Regions from separate parts of the Arabidopsis thaliana genome. Here region 1 is linked to region 2. The links are chromatin contacts, called in public targeted proximity ligation maps. All regions are on one chromosome and are shown on one strand. The core of a region is the stretch at or near the end of the contact, and the rest is flanking DNA. Distances in the headings are between cores, read along the strand shown.

Evidence for each region.
Region 1: a targeted proximity ligation map of shoot shows a contact between it and region 2, with 11 read pairs. A contact is called at or near these places in 3 of 26 Hi-C or Micro-C datasets (root and shoot) and 1 of 2 datasets of targeted methods (shoot).

What each region holds. Positions count from the first base shown.
Region 1 is chr4:12,870,743-12,873,771 of TAIR10.1, reverse strand. It overlaps AT4G25070 (caldesmon-like protein), which reads right to left and starts at 1,393. Exons shown (of 16, transcript NM_001125579.2): 1 at 146-1,393; 2 at 1-67. The coding sequence starts at 1,290. ACP4 (acyl carrier protein 4) reads right to left here. Exons shown (of 4, transcript NM_118637.4): 4 at 2,208-2,888. The coding sequence ends at 2,748.
Region 2 is chr4:12,829,395-12,832,462 of TAIR10.1, reverse strand. AT4G24970 (Histidine kinase-, DNA gyrase B-, and HSP90-like ATPase family protein) reads right to left here and starts at 1,548. Exons shown (of 19, transcript NM_118629.3): 1 at 870-1,548; 2 at 707-781; 3 at 593-627; 4 at 440-518; 5 at 219-311; 6 at 61-145. The coding sequence starts at 1,338.

The sequences.
Region 1 (3,029 bases), core at 144-2,643, 41 kb before region 2:
TTCTCGATCATCTTCCTGCTGGTTAGAGTTATTAGGTGCTAAAATATTTGCAGGATGGTACCTGAAACTAATCGTTCGTTCCCAGTCATTTCGTCAAACACAACATATACAAAAGAAGCTTTGACTTGAGAAAAATTTGCTTTACCTTTTCTTATACTTTAATTGAGCTTCCGATTGTTTAGCAGGCACATCACATTGAACATTTTGCTTGTCTTCTCCGTTCTGCTCAAATTCCTCCAACGGATTCCGACGTGAATATGCCGGGACTCTAACCCTGAGTGTACTCTTTTCATTCTTTTGAGGAATCTCCACTGCCTTCCGGGAGACATCAGCTGCAATTTCGTCACTATCGTATTCATCGTCAAATTTAGTCGGAAGAACGACGGGTTTCACCACCGGAGCTAACTTCCCTCTGACTGGATCCCTAACCTCCACTGGATTCCGGGACACATCGGCTGTAATTTCATCACTATCGTATTCATCGTCAAATTTAGTCGGAAGAACGACTACGGGTTTGACCGCCGGAGCTACTTTTCCTCTGACGGTACCCCTAATCTCCACTGGATTCCGGGGAACATCCTCTGTAATTTCATCACTGTCGTATTCATCGTCAAATTTAGTCGGAAGAACGACTACGGGTTTGACCGCCGGAGCTACTTTTCCTCTGACCGGACCCCTAATCTCCACTGGATTCCGGGGAACATCCTCTGTAATTTCATCACTGTCGTATTCATCGTCAAATTTAGGCGTACTAACGACTTGTTTCACCGTCGAAGCTTCTTTCGAACCCCTAGCATTCCTTCCAGAAATCTCCACTGGAATCCGGCGCACATTGGAAAATTTAGGTGGCGGAAGAACGACCGGTTTCGTCGCCGGAGCTTTTCTCGGTTCCCTAGCATTCTTTTTAGGAATTATCACTGGATTTGGGCGAAAATTAGCTCTAGTTTCATCATCTTCGGATTCATCATCAAATTTAGGCGCCGGAAGTATGATCGGTTTCTTCGCCGGAGCCTTTTTCTCGTTGACTGAGCCCTTACCAATACGCTTATCATCTCGTCTTCGAGACTGAGTAAGAGGAGGAAGATGTACCTGGTACAGATCTTCACCTCCATCTTCATCGTCGTAATCATAATCATATTCGCGCTTCTCCATGACCTTCGCGAGTAGCTCGGCGGCGTTTTGTTTCCGGAGCGTGCTTTTGCCGGAGATTCCTCCTCCGCCGCCGCTCATCCGATGAGACGGAGACATCGTGGGTGAAGAAGAAGCGGAGGTTCCTGGTCTCCGCGCCATCGACGGAGTCAACAAGGTGGGAAAGACTTTTCGATTGAGCTGCTGAGGAAGAAGAAGGGAGAAGATGTAAACGAGGTACGCGTGGACCGAATGGTGGCGGGAGAGGAAGTTGAGAGAACGTGGGACCCATTTCTTTAATATATTTTTTCCTCAACTAAACCCATTTGTGCAATTTTAAAATCATTAGTAATTGTTTTATTTTTAAAACCTTTTAAATTAATTATGGAACCACAAATAACAACTGGGTACATTAATACAGATTACTAATAATTAGTTATCGATTCAATTTTGAATTACATATGAATCAAGAGAAAAATATTTATGTGTGAAGTAGTGTTGGCTTTTGGTAGATTTATGAATGTAAAGCTTGTGATTAATATTGTAATGAACTCTTGTCTTTTATTCTTCATGTCTAACATGATTTATTTTATATTTTGTATCGATTTAAGTGATATTTTTATGATGATTGCTTGAGATTCTCAAGCAACTGTACCATTACGAAATTGGAGGATTAGAAACATTAATCTATATGGCAAAACATACAAGGATGAGAAATACTACTCATATCATGATTGGGTTGTTTTAGGGGGTTTGAACATATTTGTTTTCAAAGTAAGATTGGACAAAAATCATTAAGTATAAAAAATATTGGAGGTGGTATCATCTCGGAGATATGTATTGATTGTCTACATCGTCTATAAAATCTACCAAGATTTGGTAACTTTGCAACCCGGAAGCGGCTAGAAGATTGCTTACACTACCATCATCTATGCAATTGCAATTGTAGTGCTGATAAAAAATTTACAGTTTAAGAAGAGAAGGGGTGACTTGTTCTGCAAGAAAATTAAAGACCTAGAATCTTTTGCATGATTTCATTGATATAAAGTTTAAATTAATTAGGTTTAATAAGTACATAAATACGTTCATTACAAAATAAAATAAAAATCAATTACTCAAAAGTTTAAGGATATCCATATTATTAGTACTTTTGAAATTACCTCAAATATATTTGAGATTACCCAATAAGAATGTCCAAAAAACCAACAATATCCTAGTCAAATTACATTCATACATATTTTCAGGTAATGTTTTTTTCACACCCATTCTATTTGAGTAGACAGTATACATCTGCTTTACCCTACTTGATACTACCCAACTCACCTAAGATCAACTCTCGTTTTCATTCTTTGAGGGTAGTTAACTTAACCTAACCACGACTAACAAAACGATGTCATAACTCAAATACAGAAAAGACCAGGTGGTAGTGAAACAATACACAATTATGAATTCGTCATAAGACCAATCACCACAAAGAATCAATCTCAACGTACCAAAGTTGTCTCATTGTCAACACCCAATCTTAGCTTCCGAAATAAATAAAAATAACAAACGGTCTAATATACCGTAATAAAACGCTCTGAAGGCAAGAATAGGTCAGGAAAGAAAAGACAGCCGGTTCAGGAAGTTTCCGCCGCGGGTTTCTTTTGAACAAGGTCCTCTATCAAATCAGCCGCCTCTTGGATGGTCGTAATGTTTTGAGCATCAGATTCCTCCACACTTATGTTAAACTTTTCCTCCAACGCCATCACTATCTCCACCTGCATCCATATTCACCCAACAATCTTAAAGAGTAACTACTAACTTATAACACAAAAGTAACCAATCAGAACAGAAAATTCATATTTTTGCATTGAGGTAATGATATTTTTGCTTAATTCTCAAACATCAGATCATTATGA
Region 2 (3,068 bases), core at 299-2,798:
CAAAAATGATAAAAGACATGATAGCCGAAAGGTGTAACACATTGATAATAAACAACTAACCTCTTTCCATCTTTCCCAGGGCAACGCGAGAAAACAATAACATCAGCTCCAAGTCTCATTGTACTAGTCTTAAACCCATTGCCATCTATAAGCAGTAAATAAATTAAGCATCTTCCTGCAAACTTTCGATATAAGTCGGATAAACAAAGAATAATTACATTGTCCAATGGTGTTTGCAAGTTTGCTTTTTGCAGAGTATCCTAGAGACATGCATTGTCGCATTTTTTCAGGGTCCATCCCACCCCCGTTATCTGCAGTTCAAAACATAAGGATTCTCGTAGTACATGAGTGGACAAAAGTGTTGCATTTTAGGCAACCAATAACCACATGAATAAATTAGGGAAGAGGTTCTTTAAGAATTGCTAGGTAAAGTGTATACCTTCAATTAATAACATCCTGTTTCCCCCTTTGTTGTTTTCTAGCATGTCTACTTTAACATAAGTAGCTCCACTGGCAACCTGATATCAACGAGAGAAACCATTACTACACATCATACAATCTGTCTAAGACAAGTAAAGAAACAAAAACCTACCTCATCCAAGGCATTGTCCAAAAGCTCTGCAAAAGCTGCATAAGAGAACTCAGATAAGCTCAAAAAAATAGAGGCAAACTCGCTCATATAAAGGTTGACCAATAAGAATAATACCTCCAAGAGCCCATTTGTGACTAGTTGCATTAGAATGCAAAAACTTTGGATGGACTCTTACATGATCAAAACCACCTGAGACACAAATTGTAACACTCAAAAGTTTTGTTCCGACCAACATTCCACATTACTGTCTAATGAATAAAATTAAAATTTGGTTTACCTGAAGAAAGATCCCAGTTATCGCCAGCTGCTCCTTCATAATCTCCAGCTTTCCAAAACTGCTTACAACCGCCAATCTTCCCAGACGTGCCGGCATACGGTGGCGGCGGCGGCGGCGGTACAGGCCTGAAGACATTACACGGATTCGCAGGAATAGGATGCGTCAAACTTTCCGGTGGATTCGATTGGCCGAATCCTTCCGGTAACCCAACTCCTAACTCAGCAAGTGTTGTTACCTTCTTCACATTATTCCTATCCACTTCGGAAGAACCTCCAAAAGTATCTCGTCCTCTCTTCAGACCGACGAAGTTGTTTCCTACTTTCTCTAATCCACCGGCGACTTCTCCAATGTCGGAGTCGTCATCACTACTACAGAGATCGACTACAGTTACAGATTCTCTCCCCGGAAAGCCAGCCGGAGAAGTAGATGGAAGTTGAATCTCTCGCTTCACGTGAATACTGTTGTCCATTAATAGAAAATTTGGACAAGAAGATGAAAGAGTTGAAAAGCAAAAGTGATGATGAATTTAAAGTATTGACTATTGACTAGTTGAAAAGAGAAAACTTTTGGAATGTTTGCGCGAATGAATGATGAAGAAATCGAAAAATATTGGGAAAGAAAAAAAGAGTATTATATATCTCTTCAGAGAAGGAGGAACAAAGTTGACTTAAGACTTGAGAGGCTTTTCTAGTTTTTTTTTTAAATTATTATGTTAGTTGAGAAGATGGACCGTTTAAATTGTAAGCTCAATTATAATTGATTTTACACAACTAATTCTTATGGATCACACAATAGACGGCCCATAGACAAAATAAAACCCTAACGAATCTTCTCTTTCATTGTCTGTTGAAGTTTTTCAGTTTCTTGTCTTTTGGGATAAACATTAGCTGTGGAAAAGCTGACAAATGGTAAAGAAACTTCTGTTCGAGTTAGATCTCTTGTTTTAATTGTATACTTCATTCGTTAGTCCATTGTTTGTTCACTCTGTTTCTTCTTCTCAAGTTGTGTAGCTAATAACAGTGAATTGTGTTAGTCTGATCTTTAAGTTTTTTTGCGTGTGTGGTTTGGTTAAAAACTTAAAATGCATAATTGAAGTTGGCCTTGTGTGTTCCATTGTATAGCTAACTTAGGTTTCTCTTAGAGGAATTGATTGGTACTAGTTCTTTACTTCAATCTAAGAGTATGTGTAAGAATATTATACATGTGATATAATTCATGCTTGCTTCAAAACCGTGTAACATAAATCATTAATCAATTGCGGTTGCGGTTGCGGGAGTTTGCGGAAACAGGCGGTTGCGGTTTCAAGCATTATCAAGCGTTTTGAACGACTGGTTGAGCGTTTGATAATGGGTGCGTTTACGGAAGTTTTATGACTGGTAAATCAGCGAGTGCGATAGTAATTAAATAAAAAATAACCAAAATAAATATAATATATTAATTTTAAAAGAAAAAATACAATATATTATTATGATAAATTGATAATATTAGAAAATTAAACATGCTTAATAATTAAAACCATAAATAAAACATTAAATTCAAAAATAAATAAATTTTGTAAGAAAAAGCTTAGTACTTTATGCATTTGGTACATCACCAAAAATTGCATCAAGTAGTGTAATAAACTGTAAATAACGTTGAACTCGTGGATTTTCCGGATTGCCTCTATACATATGATAAAGTTCTAACAAGAAACGGGTCATCTCGTCTGACCAAATAATTTTCTAATCGAGAAAACAAATCAAAACATATATTCAATAAAAAAACTCAAAAAAATACAAAATAAAAAAAATGACGATGCCATGAAATACTCAGAGAATTACACTAGCTAATGAATGGATGAAAGGATAGATCATACTTACGTTTGATTTTTGATTTTGATTTTGATTTTCGTTAGTTTGGGTAGATGCCATAATTGAGAAAATAGGGTTTCAATATATTGATTAGGGTTTTCTGATAAGAATAAAATATATAGGGTTTGGATGGAAGATATAATTATTTTAATTAATTAAAAAAAAAAATTAACCTAACCGCTACCGCCCGCAACCGCAAACGCTTACGGGAAGAAGCTTTTGAAATCTGGCGATTTCAAGCGGTCCAAAACGGTATCTAGCGGTTTCTATGATTAGTGTCAAACGCTAACAACCGCTACCACCCGCAAACGCAGCGTTTGCAGGTGGCAGAGGGAGAACCAATCAAAAC